Linked DNA regions of Mus musculus: region 2 is linked to region 1. The links are chromatin contacts, called in public promoter capture Hi-C maps. All regions are on one chromosome and are shown on one strand. The core of a region is the stretch at or near the end of the contact, and the rest is flanking DNA. Distances in the headings are between cores, read along the strand shown. Region 1 has its middle 7.1 kb from the start of Mymx. Region 2 has its middle 26 kb from the start of Gm36122.

What was found. Promoter capture Hi-C pulls out the DNA fragments that hold promoters and counts their contacts.
Region 2: a promoter capture Hi-C map of liver shows a contact between it and region 1, with 2.4 times the contacts expected there. The contact joins two enhancer-like sites. A contact is called at or near these places in 1 of 39 promoter capture datasets (liver), 2 of 115 datasets of contacts at active chromatin or transcription factors (embryonic stem cells and pancreatic cancer cells) and 1 of 9 other capture datasets (adipose tissue).

The regions. Positions count from the first base shown.
Region 1 is chr17:45,605,445-45,612,914 of GRCm38.p6, forward strand. No RefSeq gene overlaps it. Among named protein-coding and RNA genes, the nearest start is that of Mymx, 7.1 kb to the left of the region's middle. Within about 2 kb of position 3,172, at least 13 of the 459 cell types and tissues checked have an H3K27ac peak or open chromatin away from gene starts, as enhancers often do. A contact at or near this core is called in liver, where this site is marked.
Region 2 is chr17:45,970,754-45,978,223 of GRCm38.p6, forward strand. No RefSeq gene overlaps it. Among named protein-coding and RNA genes, the nearest start is that of Gm36122, 26 kb to the left of the region's middle. Within about 2 kb of position 2,673, at least 63 of the 459 cell types and tissues checked have an H3K27ac peak or open chromatin away from gene starts, as enhancers often do. A contact at or near this core is called in liver, where this site is marked.

The DNA.
Region 1 (7,470 bases), core at 1,922-4,421:
ACCACTAAGCCATCTCTCCAGCCCACTCCTCACCCCAATCTCATATTTAACTAACAGTTAAGGCCACAGTTTCAGGATGTGTAGCTCAGTAACAGGCCTCTACAAGGTTTGAGACCCCAGATTTCACCCCCAGATCCCAGCTCTGAAACAAACCAAAGCCAAAACATAAAAACAAACACACACACACACACACACACATATTCAAAGGGTCTCCTTATCACCTGCAAAGGCCCTGGGTAATGTAACCTCCTTGGGCTTCCTGATTTAGCTTCTAATTCCTTTTTAATAAATATCTGATGTACTTTTAAAGTATGCTCATAATTTCTTTTGCTTTAAAAAATGTCTTATGGGGGCTAGGCGGATTAAGAGCACTAGGTTGCAGAGGACCTGGGTTCAGTTCCCACTACACACATGATAATTCACAATCATCTGTAACTGCTGTATCAAGGAATCTGATGCTCCCCGCTGTTTTTCATGGGCACCAAATATGTGCAGGGTACACATACATACATGTAAACAAACAGCTACACATATAAAACATCTTAAAATATGTGTTAAAGCCGGGCGTGGTGGCACACGCCTTTAATCCCAGCACTTGGGAGGCAGAGGCAGGCGAATTTCAGAGATCGAGGCCAGCCTGGCCTACAGAGTGAGTTCCAGGACAGCCAGGGCTACACAGAGAAACCCTGTCTCGAAAAACCAAAAAAAAAAAGTGTTATGATTATTTTATGTATATGGTGTTTTTTCTATAAGTGTGTCTGTAACCCACAGGAATGTCCACAGTGGTCATAAAAAGGCATCAGATCCCTTGGGACTGGAATTTTACAGACAACTGTGAGCCACCACATGGGTGCTGGGAACCAAGCCCCAGGTTCTCTGGAAGAGCAGCCAGTGCCCTTAACTGCTGAGCCATCTCTCCCTGTTTCTTTCTTCTTAATTTATGTATATGAGCATTTCATCTGCATGTGTATATATATATATATATATATATTAAGATTTATTTATTATTATATGTAAGTACACTGTAGCTGTCCTCAGACACACTAGAAGAGGGCATCAGATCTCATTATGGATGGTTGTGAGCCACCATGTGGTTGCTGTGATTTGAACTCAGGATCTTCAGAAGAACAGTTAGTGCTCTTAACCGCTGAGCCATCTCATCAGCAAACCCTGCATGTATATTTATGGAATACATTCATGCAGCACTTGCCAAAGTGAGAAGGGGGCATTAGTCTGGAACTGAAATTGCAGACGGCTATGAACCACCATGTGGATGCTGGGAATCCAATCTGGTTCCTCTGGAAGAACAGTTAAGGGCTCTGAACCACTGAGCCATCTCTCCAGCCCCTAGCCTCTTATTCTTGCCTCCCTTACTCTCCAGGCACAAATGGCTTCCTTACTGTTTCTTAACTGTGTCTCAGAGAATAATAAGTTCTGTCTAAGGCTTTGCATGGAGGAAAAAAATATTACTGTGTCCACTGTCCTTTCTCAATTGTTTGACCAGTATATGAATTGAATTGTCCCAAAAAAACACATTAATAAGTGACACAGATTTTAATTTTATAAGGACTAATGTGAGTTTTTTAAAAAAAAGTGAGGTTGTTAGCAAGCATTGATGTCTGCATACCATCCTGAGACCACACGATGGCTCATAACCATCTGTAACTCCAAGTTCAGAATAGCCGCGTGAGGCTCCCTGGGGGTAACAGAGACAAACCAGGGGAGGCTGAGAGACACAAAAAAAGTTATGGAGAATAGATCGTCTTGTTATGTAGATAAAAGTCTCCGAAGTTGGGCTGCCGACCTTGCACTCGACCGCTCTCATTGCAAGAAAAGAAAGAAACCTTTGTGGTAAAAGTTACTTTAGAATAGCTGTCTTCCTGGTACAGGAGACTTTACAAGTGAACGTTTCCTTTCCTTCACAAAAGGGCAGCTTTACAGAGAGACCTCTGTGTCTACAGTTTCTCAAAATAGCCGGTTGAAATAATCACCCTGACAAAGAGGTAAGTTTTGAAGTAGCAGAATCTGGCCTCCTGAGTCCCAATTAAATCTTCCCCTAAAAGTGTCACATTCCCGTTTTTTCCTTGCTCATTAGCTTTCACGGCAATGGAAGACTTTGCAGGCTGCTGCAGGAGGAAAGTCATATAGTCTTATTCAGAGGTGACCCTCTGCATATTAGCCTGAAAGGCAGGGTATGCCTACTGGTGCAATACTGGTATGAACGTTACAGGAACAACCAACCACTTTCTCCTTGGATTTGAGGATTGTTTCCAACAGAGCAAACTCATGCTTGGTACTGAAAACTTGGTCAAATGCCCACAGCTATGAAGGTTGTAAGACGGCTCTGAAGGTCGTAGGCCTTCCTGGGAAACTTACAACTGCCAAACCACCTTATAAATATTTATGGTTATACAAATAGACAAGTACCCTGTCTTCAGACACACCAGAAAATGGTACGGATGGTTGTGAGCCACCATGTGACTGCTGGGAATTGAACTCAGGACCTCTAGGTAGAGCCACTGCTCTTTTTTTTTTTTTTTTTTAAAGTTGAAGGGAGGGTCATTTGCCAAAGGGAAGCTGTAGTGACTACCTCTCTGGTCAGTTTAAAGATAATTTCTTTTTTTATTTTAATTTTTATTTATTATATGTAAGTACACTGTAGCTGTCTTCAACACTCCAGACAAGGACATCCGATCTCATTACAGATGGTTGTGAGCCACCATGTGGTTGCTGGGATTTGAACTCAGGACCTTTGGAAGAGCAGTCTGTGCTCTTAACCACTGAGCCATCTCTCCAGCCCCCGGAAGAGCCACTGCTCTTAACCGCTGAACCCTCTCTCTAACCCTAAGCTTTTTTTCTTCAATAAGCAACAGTTAAAGCAGGGACTATTTGTTTGTTTGTTTGTTTGTTTGTTTGTTTGTTTATTGTGAAGAGAGGGCATCGAATCCCATTACAGATGGTTACTGGGAATCGAACTCATGACCTCTGGAAAATCATACAGTGCTCTTAACCCCTGAGCCATCTCCTAGCCCAAAGCAGAGACTCCTAACTCATCAGCTATTTACTCCCCTCGGAACTCAGGGAACATCACATGGAGCAGAAGGTGGAAAGGATGAGAAGGAGCGTTGTGCAATGTTGTCTTCTCTCATGACATGGCTTTGTACTAAACTTACCAATTGCACAAGACCTGCACAGTTCGAGCTGATGACATCAGTCAACATTGCAGCAGGCAGCACTATCCAAACTCAAGAGATGACACAAAAAAACAAAAATAAAACCAAAAAAGATGGAAGAGGATTGTTGAGGGGTGTCTGGGAGAGTAAGGGAGAATTGTTAGAGATATTTATGGTTAAGATACACTGTGTACATGTATAAGCTTATAAAATAATATATATATTTTAAAGTTTCACATTCCCGAAGCTGGGTCTGGAGATTATGCCGTAATCCAAGATAAAGCATTTCTGGCTATGGAAAGGAAAGCTAGAACAAGTGTAGCAATGCATGGCTGTAATCTCAGCATTCCAGAGCTGAAGGCAGAGGATCAGAGCTTAAGGGCTGCTGGTGTCATGTGGTGATTTCATGAGTTCAAGACCAGCCTCGGTAATAAAATAAAAATAAAAAATTTAAAAGGTTCTCAAACATTAACATCACCAACCTATAAAAAATATAAACAGCTGGATGTGGTGGCGCACACCTTTAATCCCAGCACTTGGGAGGCAGAGGCAGGCAGATTTCTGAGTTTGAGGCCAACCTGGTCTACAGAGTAAGTTCCAGGACAGCCAGGGCTACACAGAGAAACCCTGTCTCGAAAAATAAAAATAAAAATAAACAACAACAATAACAACAAACTGGGGTAAACCTGGTGGTTGTGGGGCTAGCCTTTTATCCCAGCAGTCCTAAGGCAGAGAGACAGGTGAACTTTGTGAATTCCAAGTCAGCCTGGTCTACAGAGCGAGTTCCAGGACAGCCAGAGGCACACCGAGAAACCCTGTCTAGAAAAAAAACAAAACAAAACAAAACTGTAGTTCACGATGAGCTAGTTTCTAAGTTTAGGGGGCTCAACTAGTTGAGAAGATCCTCAATGCTGGGCTCAAAGCTTGTTTCCCAAATTGTTTCTGGTCGCGCTTTGGGAACCACGTGGCACCAAGGTCAACGCAGTGTGGTTCGTTATCTCTCCAGATTTTCGATCAGGTCCCTCCAGCCTCGGTTTGCGGGGCTTCCAGAGAGAAGCTCCTGGTTTGGGTGACACTGGAATTAAAAAAAAAAAAAAAAGGCGGGACAATTAAAAAGATCCAAGTTGGATATGGCAGCTTACAGGCTGCTGGGAAATCTTTCATTTCTTTAGTCTCTATTGCTTTAGAAGTTTGTTAAATTGAGAGACACGAGTGTTTCATTAGAATATCTTCATTTTTGCCAGGCCAGTTAATAACCGCAACAGAACAACGTGAACAAAAAGCAGGCTTGGAAAACTCCCTCTGGGAACCCCCAAAATACAAAGAGCCCCGAAGCGTAATACCTATGAATGCTGTGACACTGCCCCCCACCCCCGACCACGTACACAACACAGTAAGTCACACTGCGCCTTTTCCAACCTCAGCTTTCATAGCTGGCTATATATATATATATATATATATATATATATATATATATATATCTTCCCAATTCCTGTCTCAAGCAACTATGGAGTAGCTCCAAGTCCCTGGGCTGGGGAGACCCAGAGAGGAAACAGGCTTTTGTGTCTAGCAACAATGAGAAAATCAAGCAGGGGGGTGGGGCAAGGAAAGACAGTGGCTGTGTCTGAGGAATGTGTTTAATCTTCATCCTCTGTCTCTCTCCACCCCATCCTGGGCTTAACTTCCCTGTGCACCTCCTTCTCTTCTGTTCAGCAGTAACCTTCCCTACTGGATCCCCTTAGCCTGCCTCTAGCATTTTCGTTGCTGGTAAGAACACTGCCTTAAGACCCATCCACCGGCAAGCACCAGTCCCTGACACTATTCACGATAGTCTGTTATGCTTGTTGCCAGGAGCATGTTGTCCTCTGAGAGGCTCCACCCAGCAGCTGACTCAGACAGATACAGACACCCACAGCCAAACAGTGGATGGAGCTTGGGGACTCTTATGGAAGAATAGGAAGAAGGATTGTGGGGCCCTGAAGGGGATAGGAACTCCATAGGAAGATCAACAGAGCCGACTAATCTGGACCCTTGAGGCTCTCAGGGACTGAACCAACAACCAAAGAACCTGTATGGGCTGGACCCAGGCCTCCCTGCATATATGTAGCAGATGTGCAGCTTGGTCTTCATTGGGTCCTGAACAACTGGAATCGGGGCTATCCAAAAAGCTATTGTTTGTGTGTGGGATATGTTCCACTAGCTGGGCTGTTTGTCTGGCCTCAGTGGGAAAGGAAGCACCTAGCCTCACAGAGACTTGAAGTGCCAGGGTGAGGGGCTACCCAAGGGCCCCAACCAGCTCAGAGGAGAAGGGGGAGGGGAGATGGAGGAAGGATTGTGGGAGGGGCTGACTAGGAGGGGAACAGTGAGCAGAATGTAAAGTGAATAAGTAAGAAAAAATAAAATTAAATTGGAAAAAATAAATGCTGGCAGAAACCAGTTTCTTCCAGCTCCTGGCTGAGCCTCGCACAGTGGTGTAATCTTCCTGGCAGGAGAAAATATCTTCTAAAGAGACCCTCCCTTTGACTATCAAACTATTGCGATAACGGACCCCCAACCAGGCTGGGAGGGACAAAAGACTGAGGCTATCAAGAGGCACCCCTGCCCCATCTCCCCAGAGATTCCACACAGTTCTGACAACTCCTCAGATCACCAGAAAGACAGCATGGAGCTCAGACAATGAGAGGTCTAGGGCGGACCTTTGCCAGGGCTGCTCAAGTGTGCATTCTTTTGTCCTTCTATGTGGCTTTGGTTTTGATAACTTGTCACAAATGTAGACATATCTGGGACGAGAGATCCTCAATTAAGAAAATGCCTGTGGGCTGGAGAGATGGCTCAGAGGTTAAGAGCACTGGCCACTCTTCCAGAGGTCCTGAGTTAAATTCCCAGCAACCACATGGTGGCTCACAACCACCTGTAATGGGATCTGATGACCTCTTCTGGGGTGTCTGAAGACAGCGACAGTGTACTCATATATATATATAATAAATAGTAGTATCCTAGAAAGGTAGCTGGAGTCGAACCTAAAGAGTGAGCCATTAGGCAACATTCCTCCATGGCCTCTGCTTCAATTTCTATCTCCAGGTCCTGTCCTGATTTCTCTCCATGATAAACTAGAAGCTGTAAGATGATGTAAACTCCTCTAAACATTGCTTCTGGTCATAGTGTTTATCATAGCAGTAGAAAGCAAGCTAGAACACTTTCTGTTTTAAACTTAAAGTCATGCCAGGAACCATGACCATGGACTTGGGAGCTAACTGGTCCTCTGGGTTTCTTTTCCCTCCTTCAACATGTGGACACATTGAACACACCCTTCTTTACTTAGCTTTTTATTGTTAATCGATCATGTTTATACTTGGCCTCTTGGAGACTAGTGACTAAGGACAGCCCGTTAGGGCTCCCAGGCCTCAGACTTACCCTAACACCATCACTAACAAAGGGTCTGGTTTGTACTTTCAGACCTGGGTTTCCCATAATCGCGAGGAAATGAGGTGGGGGTGAGGGTGGGGGAGGGCAGGAAAGAGCAGGCTGCTTTGAGGACCTTCTGTTTCCTCAAGGTCAATTTAAAAAAAATGCCCATATTTGGCATTCTGGAAACCCTCACGGCCTTCCATATGCAAGCATTAAGTTAATCAGGCTGTGGTATTGAGAATGAGCGTCTGTGTGCTTGTCACACGACGGTTACACACAAGGTGCAACAAGTGGGAAAGCGGCTGCACACACCAAGGGTCAAGCAGGGTCATGGGTAGTGTCCAGGCAACGTGAAGATGCCTTGGTGAGAGTTTAATAGAGTTAACGGGTTCTGGCCAGACTTGGGAGCACCAAGCCTCCTCCTCCTGTGGTGGTCTGTATTTCTCTACCCAGGGGCTCCAGAGCACTCCATGGCCAAGAAGACCTGCAATTAAAACTATATCTAGGGACTGGGTTGCAGCTCTGTTGATGTGGCATATGCTCAAAGCCTTAGGGTCGAGCTCCTAGCACAGAGGTTCTCAACCTGTAGGTCTCGACCCCTCTGAGAGTAAAATGATTCTCACACGGGTTGCATATCAGATACCTTGCATATCAGATATTTACACAACAGTAGCAAACTTACAGTCCTACTAAATTATTTTATGGTTGGGGGGTTACCAGAATATGAGGAACTGTGTTAAAGTTAGGAAGGTTGAGAACCATTGCCCTAGCACCATGTAAACTGGGTGTGGTGACACATGTCTGCTATCCCAGCATGGAAGCAGGAGAACAAGAAGTTCAGGTAATAGTTACTGGTATCACTGCATTGATAAAATACCAAGGCCAAAGC
Region 2 (7,470 bases), core at 1,423-3,922, 360 kb after region 1:
GCTGTGCTCTCCGTGGCGACCAAGGTGGGACTCTGCCAAGGTTCCACTGGCCTCCCACTTGGTTGCAGCAGGAGAGGAGCCTGGGGCTTGACTGTGGCATTCCTCTCACCCCCTCCCTCCTGGGGCCAGTTTCCAGCCTGGGAATGAAGGAGGGAGGGAGGCAGGACAGTGGAGCATTGCCAAGGTCAGGTGCGGTTCCCCAAGTCGATGGGAACGCGTTCCTGAGATAGGGGTGCGATGGCTGGAATGTGAGGGGGCCACAGGCAGTGACGGGCCGTCCCAGACCAAGAGCTGAACAAATATTGACCCTCTGCAAGGCAGCTTCTTGAAAATCCTCCACGGGATGCCTCTCAGTGTTCCCCTATCTCCAGCCACCGTCCGTCCGATCAGGGTGCCTCCAGTTGGGTGGGGATAGGGTGGAGGCTGCTGGCTGGCTTCAAGGCTGCCAACCCGTAGGGAAAGAGACACAAGTGAGAAGGGGTGGCAAGCACGCTAGGAGGACACCTGCCTCCCCTCAGGGGTGCCAAGGAACCCAGGACTGAATCCTCCAGGCTACCGAGGACAGTGCCCTCTGGTCAGAAGGAAACAACCCAGTGTGACCTGGTCTGCTCCACCCAGGCACACCCTGCCTTCTTGGGTCAATGACCTCAGGAACTCTACAAATGACCAGAGGCCTCCCATCTGTCCTGTGCCTGTCTTGGGGGCAGACAACCTAAAGACCATCCCTGAGGCAAAGTGAAAGAAACATTTGGGTCCAACCCACAGTTCCAATGCTCGCTCAAATACCTAGGTTGGCAGGGCAGCCTCCAGGGTTCTGCACCCCCTGACCCACTGGCCTCACCTCACCCACGTCAGAGGCCGAAGTCTGAGTGGCAGATACAAGAGTGTCATGAGTTACTAGCAAGGATATATGAGAATACATTTCCTTAGAGCCTTAAGGCATTTATTCTCTGATTCTAGAGGAGGCTGGTAGTAAAAGACACACATATACATACATATGCACACACATACACACACACATGCATGCACACACACACAAACACATACATAGGCACACACCTATACATGCGCACACACACAGACATGCATGTATACACACATACATATACACACATACACAGGCACACACCTATACATGCACACATACACACACACACACACACACACACGCACGCGTGCACACACACACATTCCAGGGATCTGTCACAGCACTCAAGGGAAACACTCAAGTGCTTGCACCCTGAGAAAGTAAGAAGTAAAGAAGTTCCCAGGGTTTGGACAGGAGAGGTCTGACCCGAGCAGAAGTGGGTGCTTGAGAATAGAGGGGAAATCCCTCCATGAATGTGCCTTAGTCCAGAGGAATGAGGCTCAGGACCACCCTAGGAAAACAGAGTGGGTCTCCCATAGGACCAGCCATGTCCCCCACGGACCCAGGCTCCAGAGAACAGGCCCTATCTCCATTTTGGGCTGGCACTGAGGAAAAAAAAATCTATTTTTCTTATCAGACTGGAAACCAGGAGAGAAATAGGAAAGCTGGAGGTTAATGCCAAGCTGTGCCTAGAAAGAACTCACTCTTCTCCCGTCACTTAAATCAATGATCTCTTTGGCAAATCCCGGGTCCACACACATTCCGGATACCACTCAGCATGGAAGCTCACGCACTGGGAGAATAGGTCTGAGCGTATCACGTCTACCAGGAAGAGGAAAGAAACGATTGAAATTTTTTGTCTCACCTGTTTTTTAAAACTAGATACTGTATCTGCAGGGTTCCGACTCAAGGTTAATAAGCCCTGAGGATTTTTCCCTACCTGGTACCTCCCTGTCCTCTGCTCCTGCACTGTGTATGTACGTCATCACTTTGATTTCTCTGTGTCTTTGCAGTGTTTGTTCATGCAAATGCCTACAGCATTCTCACTTTCCCTTCTCAGAGAGAGCTGCAGGAGAGTTGGAACACTTCCAGTTTAAAAAAAAAAAAAACCTAGGCTTATAGCTACTGGGGTGGGGGCGGGGGGCAGTGCTCACACCCTACAACAGTCATGGCCTGCTTGATGCTAAGAGGCAAGGGCTAGCCCAGCACCACACACGCTTAGGAGACCGAGCTTTACTTTGTGGGAATGCTTTTGCCTTGATTGTTTGTTTGCCCCATGTAGCCCAGGCTGGCCTCCAACTCACTAGGTAGCAGAGGATTCCCTTGAACTTCTGATCCTCCTGCCTCTGCCTCCCCTAACCCAGGATTATGGACGTGGGGCACTGTGCCCAGTTTATGAGGTGCGTGAGAGCAAATCAGGGCTTTGTGCACGCTAGACAAACACTCTACCAACCGGGCCATACCTCGAAACCCCCAATGGAAGGGTTTTGGTGTTTGTTTGTTTTAAAGAAGCAGTGGTCTGAATGGAACTTGTTTCTTGTGCCCTCGACTTTAGATGAACTGTATCCTTAGGGAAGTGGGTGTGGAGATAGGAGCTATGCCGGGAAAGAAACCGTGAAGAGGAACCTTAGAGCAATGGGGTGGGGCAAAACACAAAGGCCAAGTGGTACTTCTGTGGCCCGAGAGTTCTGAGAATCTCCCGGCAAGGCTAGGCATCTTAGTTCTCGGAACAGAAGTCATGGCTGTGTGTCCCTGGCAGCTTGGGTGCTGCAGCTCTGGAGGCTGGGGTTCAGCCTATCTAAGGTACACAGCATTATCTCCTTTCCTCCCTACTGGGGAGCCTAGGCCTCCCAGAGGGCCTGGCTCACAAAGTCTTGTTAATATTTACCACGGCTTCAAAACACCGGTGCATACAAGCTCTGGCCTCCCTCCCACACATAAGTGCATACACAGCACATTGCCTCCTTGGCCTGTTGAAGTCCCTTCCAAAGCCAGGTGGGTACCAGTGGCATCCAGTCCAACAGCATCAAAACCATGTCCCCACTGGCAGCTCTGTAAGCTCAGATAAACAGCCAGGACCCCTTCACTCGGCCAGTCCTGATGCAGATGCAACATGAGCTCCACAGTGGGCAGTTGTCCATGGATATTAAAAACTCTCAACTATCAGATACCCACCATCAGTTCAAATGATGGCATTTTATATCTATTAAATATGCATATGACACATTAAAACCAAGTTCACTCGTGGAGATGACGCCTCAGTGATGAAGAGGGCTTGCTGCACAACCATGAAGATCCACGTTCATATCCTGGGCGTGGTCTCACACTTGCCTGCAACCCTAACAGTGTGGAGAGTGGAGAAAGGAGGTTCACCGAGACTAGCAGCTGCCAGACGAAACATCTTGCTCCAGGGTCAGGGAGAGACTCTGACTCAAAGTAATAAGGTAGAGAGAATCAGAGTCAGACTCCCAATAGCGCATGGCGGTATCCACCTTTAATCCAGCCTTCGAGCTCCAGCACAACCAGAGTTACATAGTGAGAACTTGTTTCCAACAAACAAGAAAAAGAGGAGGAGGGCAGGAGGAAGGACAGGAGGAAGAGGAGGGAAAGGAGGAGGGAGAGGAGGAGGGAGAAGAAAAGAAGGGGGGAGGAGGGGGAGGAGGAGGAGGAAGAGGAGGAGACTCAATGCTTTCCTGGTCCTCCATGCACTTACCCAAGCTTGCACTTGCATGCAGATTTGCTCCCCACACACAAGAATTAGATCAGTTTCACTTAAGAAAATAAAAATAATTCAGTTGCTCCATTTATGTGTTTTGGTGGGGAATGTTGGTTTAGTTTTGGTCTTTTGTGGGGCTGGGACTACATCTAGGAACTTGTGCGTGCTCAGCCCACACTCTAACACAGCTACACACACTCGCCTCTTCATTTTATGTTTCTAATGGGCTCCTAGAAACATTGACCATACATGTGGCTCACATTAAGGATCTGTTGGACAGATGGACTGCGAATGCCACAGGAAATCTATCTTGACAGCTGCACCCTTTCCACTTCCTGCCACCAGACAGAGAGCCCTTGGAGGCGGGGTCTAACCAGAGGAGGGGCGATGAGGTGGAGAACCGAAGATGCATGCTCTCTGCCACCTGAGGTAGCTCAAGGAACACCAAGCCTGCCCACCGCTGTACACCTCACCACTTTGACTGGGGATCAGAAGTGGCTGGTTTCACTCAGGTGGCCTTCTTCTGGGGCAGCAAGGTGGGGAGCATCTTGGGATAACAACAAAGAACAAAGCACAAAGCAGCATGCTGAATCCCAAAACGTAAGAAAGTTAGGATATGCTGCCTTCTTGCTTCTGTTCAATCAGACCCATTCCATCACTAGACGCATTTGCTGTTTTGAAGCTTAGGAGGTTGTCTGTCTATCTGTCTGTCTGTCTATTTTTTTCAAGACAGGGTTCCTCTGTGCAGGCCTGACTGTCCTGAAACACACTCTGTAGACCAGGCTGGCCTTGAACTCACAGAGATCCACCTGCCCCTGCCTCTCAACTAGTGGGATTAAAGATGTGTGCCACCCAGCCTGGTCTCTTACTTTTTTTAAAAAAAATTTTTTTTAAATTACTCTGTGTGTGTGTGTAGGTGTAGATGTGTTTGCATACACAACTCATGGAGGCTTAGGGAGGCACTGGGGTCCTCTTCCATCTCTCCCCACTTTATTCCTTTGGGTTAGGGTCTCCCCCCACCCCCTGAACCTAGAACTGGCTCGACCAGCAGCCACACCATAGTGTAGTGTGTGGGCAGAGGCCAGAGATCAGCTTGAGGGAATCAGCTCTCTCCTTTTACCAGGTGGGTTCCGGGAATTGAATCCAAGTTGTCAGGCCATGAGCCATCTTGCTGACACATGGGTGGAAGTCAGAAGACAACCTCAGATGTCATCCCTCAGTTTCCAACTTGAGACAAGGCCTCTTGTTGTCCACTGTGTGTGTGCTGGACAAGTTCTCTGGCCCCAGGCTACTGGAGAGGTGCTGGTCTCCTTTCTCTGCCTCCTAGCTCACTTTGGAGGGCCATTCGCACTTGAGGACCATCCGCTGGGGACTGAACTCAGAGCCTCATGCAGGGCCCTGTCACTGTCTTACACCTGAGACTCTCCTCTTACCGTGTTTAGCCACAGAAACAGCGCTGGCTCTTCAAGCCTAAGAGATGGGGTCTGAAAATTAAGTGTGTCCTGAGCCCATTCACCCCAGAATTCTAGTCACTCCCCTTCCTTGACTCCCCGAGTCTGTTGAGTCTCCCCATTCCTGTTGCTGAGCCTCATTCCCTCTAGTGTGGACTTGCTAATGCTGAACCCCAAAGGCCCATTCCCTCCTTCATGCTAGACATGATGTGTCTATTAACCCTACCTGCCATTGCCATGGTTACACCAGCTGGTTACATCACTGCCGATGCAAGGTGTGGTCATCATGTCTCCAAATCGTCCATCATAAGAACACCTTTCCCCCTCTCACTGGTAAGACAGACATTGGGGCAGCCCGTGCAAGGCCTGGAGGATGCTGTCACATACCACTGAGTCCATTTTAACCTCTGTGGAAACTCTTCTAAGAACGAATGGTCTCACTGGAGGTTTGTCAGCGGTGGGCCCAGCTCTCGACCCCAGCATCCCAGCAAAGTGATGCTCAGGGCGTAGGGGATGAGGAATTCTTTGTCTTAGATGGACATCCCTACTCAGATGGTTCCCAAATCCCCACATCTCCTGGGTTTCTCACTGCCCCCCACCCAGCTCACCCAGTCATGACTCTGCAAGCCTTTCCAGCTGATTCTGTCTCAGCTCTTCTTCCCTTTAGTGTGCGGACAGGGTAGGAACAGGGTAGCTGGTCCACGGCTCCCCCTCTTTCCTGCTTTCACCCCTTCACCGGTGAGCACATCATTAGGGAAGAGCCATGGAAACAGGACCTTCTCAGGCATTCAAGGTGAGCACAAAGATGGGTACGAAGCCTAGGAAATCCAATACCTACTAAAATTAAGCATGCTTAGATTCAACAGTTCTACTTTTGGTTGGTTATTCAACCAATATATCAAATGCATGGAGACTTGGGAGATGGCTCAGCAAGCATGAGGCTCTGAGTCCCCACCATACACATAAAGGCCAGGGCATCTGTAACACTGGGGCTGGGGCAGAGGTTGTAGAGATAACTTACTGGCAAGCTAGAACTTACAGCAAACTATGCACTAGCAAAACTCTGTAGGGAAGGAACAGGAAAAGATGCCACTGTGGCATGGATGTACCTCAGTGGTAAGGGACACCATGGCAAACCAATCTACCAGTTAGTGAGCTTCAGGTCCCTGTCTCAAAAGAGAGAGAGAGAGAGAGAGAGAGAGAGAGAGAGAGAGAGAGAGAGAGAGAGAGAGAGAGGTTGAGGAAGATACACAGCATCAATATCTGGCTGCTGTAAGTGCACAAGTGCTCGAGTGCTCAAGTATACACAAACACATACAAACATACACCACACACACACACACACACACACACACACACACACACACACACACACACACAGGAAGTATCATATCATCATAAGGTCTTAAGAAGAGAGCCAGGCTAAAGACTGCTAAGGGCTGACTGGATAAATAATGGGACATCCATGCCACAGTGCCCCACCCCCCAGGCATTAAAGCTGGGGTGGCACAACACCCCATTTCTAGGTAAGAACCTCGAAGACACACAGGAGAAGACAAGACAGACATAAGATGTGCCACCGTTTCTTTTGGGTTTTTTTTTTTTTTCTTTTTCAAAGATGAGTAAGGCCAGGCATGGTGGCCCTTGCCTGTAATCACAGCACCTGGGGGTGTGGCAGGCTGCTAAGGCTGGGAGAGCCTAACTTCCAGGCTAGCCTGGGTTGTGTAACTAGACCCTGACATTATCTTCCCCTGGTTGCACACACACGCGAGCGCACATGCAGACACGAGTGCACAGGTATGTACACACAATATAATCCCAGCACTTGAGAAGCAGACCGAGGAGCAGTTCCAGTTCAAACTGAGCCTGGGCAACATAGCAAGACCCCGACGCAAGCAAGCTAACAAAGCAGAAGCAGGCTGCCTCTGAGGAGTAAGGAGAGGGACGGTGAGCAACATGGCGACTCCCCGATATGCCTTTTGTACTTTGTGGGTAGTGTTCTGTGGACATCAGTTGCCTATTTCCCAATGCTCTTATTCCTGATTTGGCCTGACACTATGGAGTGCCTCTGTGCTGGCTCCCAGTGTCCCCTCCCTTCCTGTCTGCTCCCAGCCACTCCAATCCTACTCTGTAAGACCCCTTGCCCAGGACTGCACATTCCAGCCCCTTGTCTTAAGATTATCAATCCCGTCTTCTTTTCTGCTCTGCGGTGCTCCCAGATGTGCTCCCAGATTCTTCAGGAAGTCCTGCCCATGAGTTTCCTTTGTACATGAATATCTCATGTATTCCTGTCAGGGTTACTGTGGCTGTGATAAAACACCATGACCAAAGCAACTTGAGGGAGGAAAGGGGTTATTTGGCTCACACTTCCATAAGACTGTTTATCATTAAAGGAAGTCAGGATAGAAACTCAACAGGGCAGGAACCTGGAGACG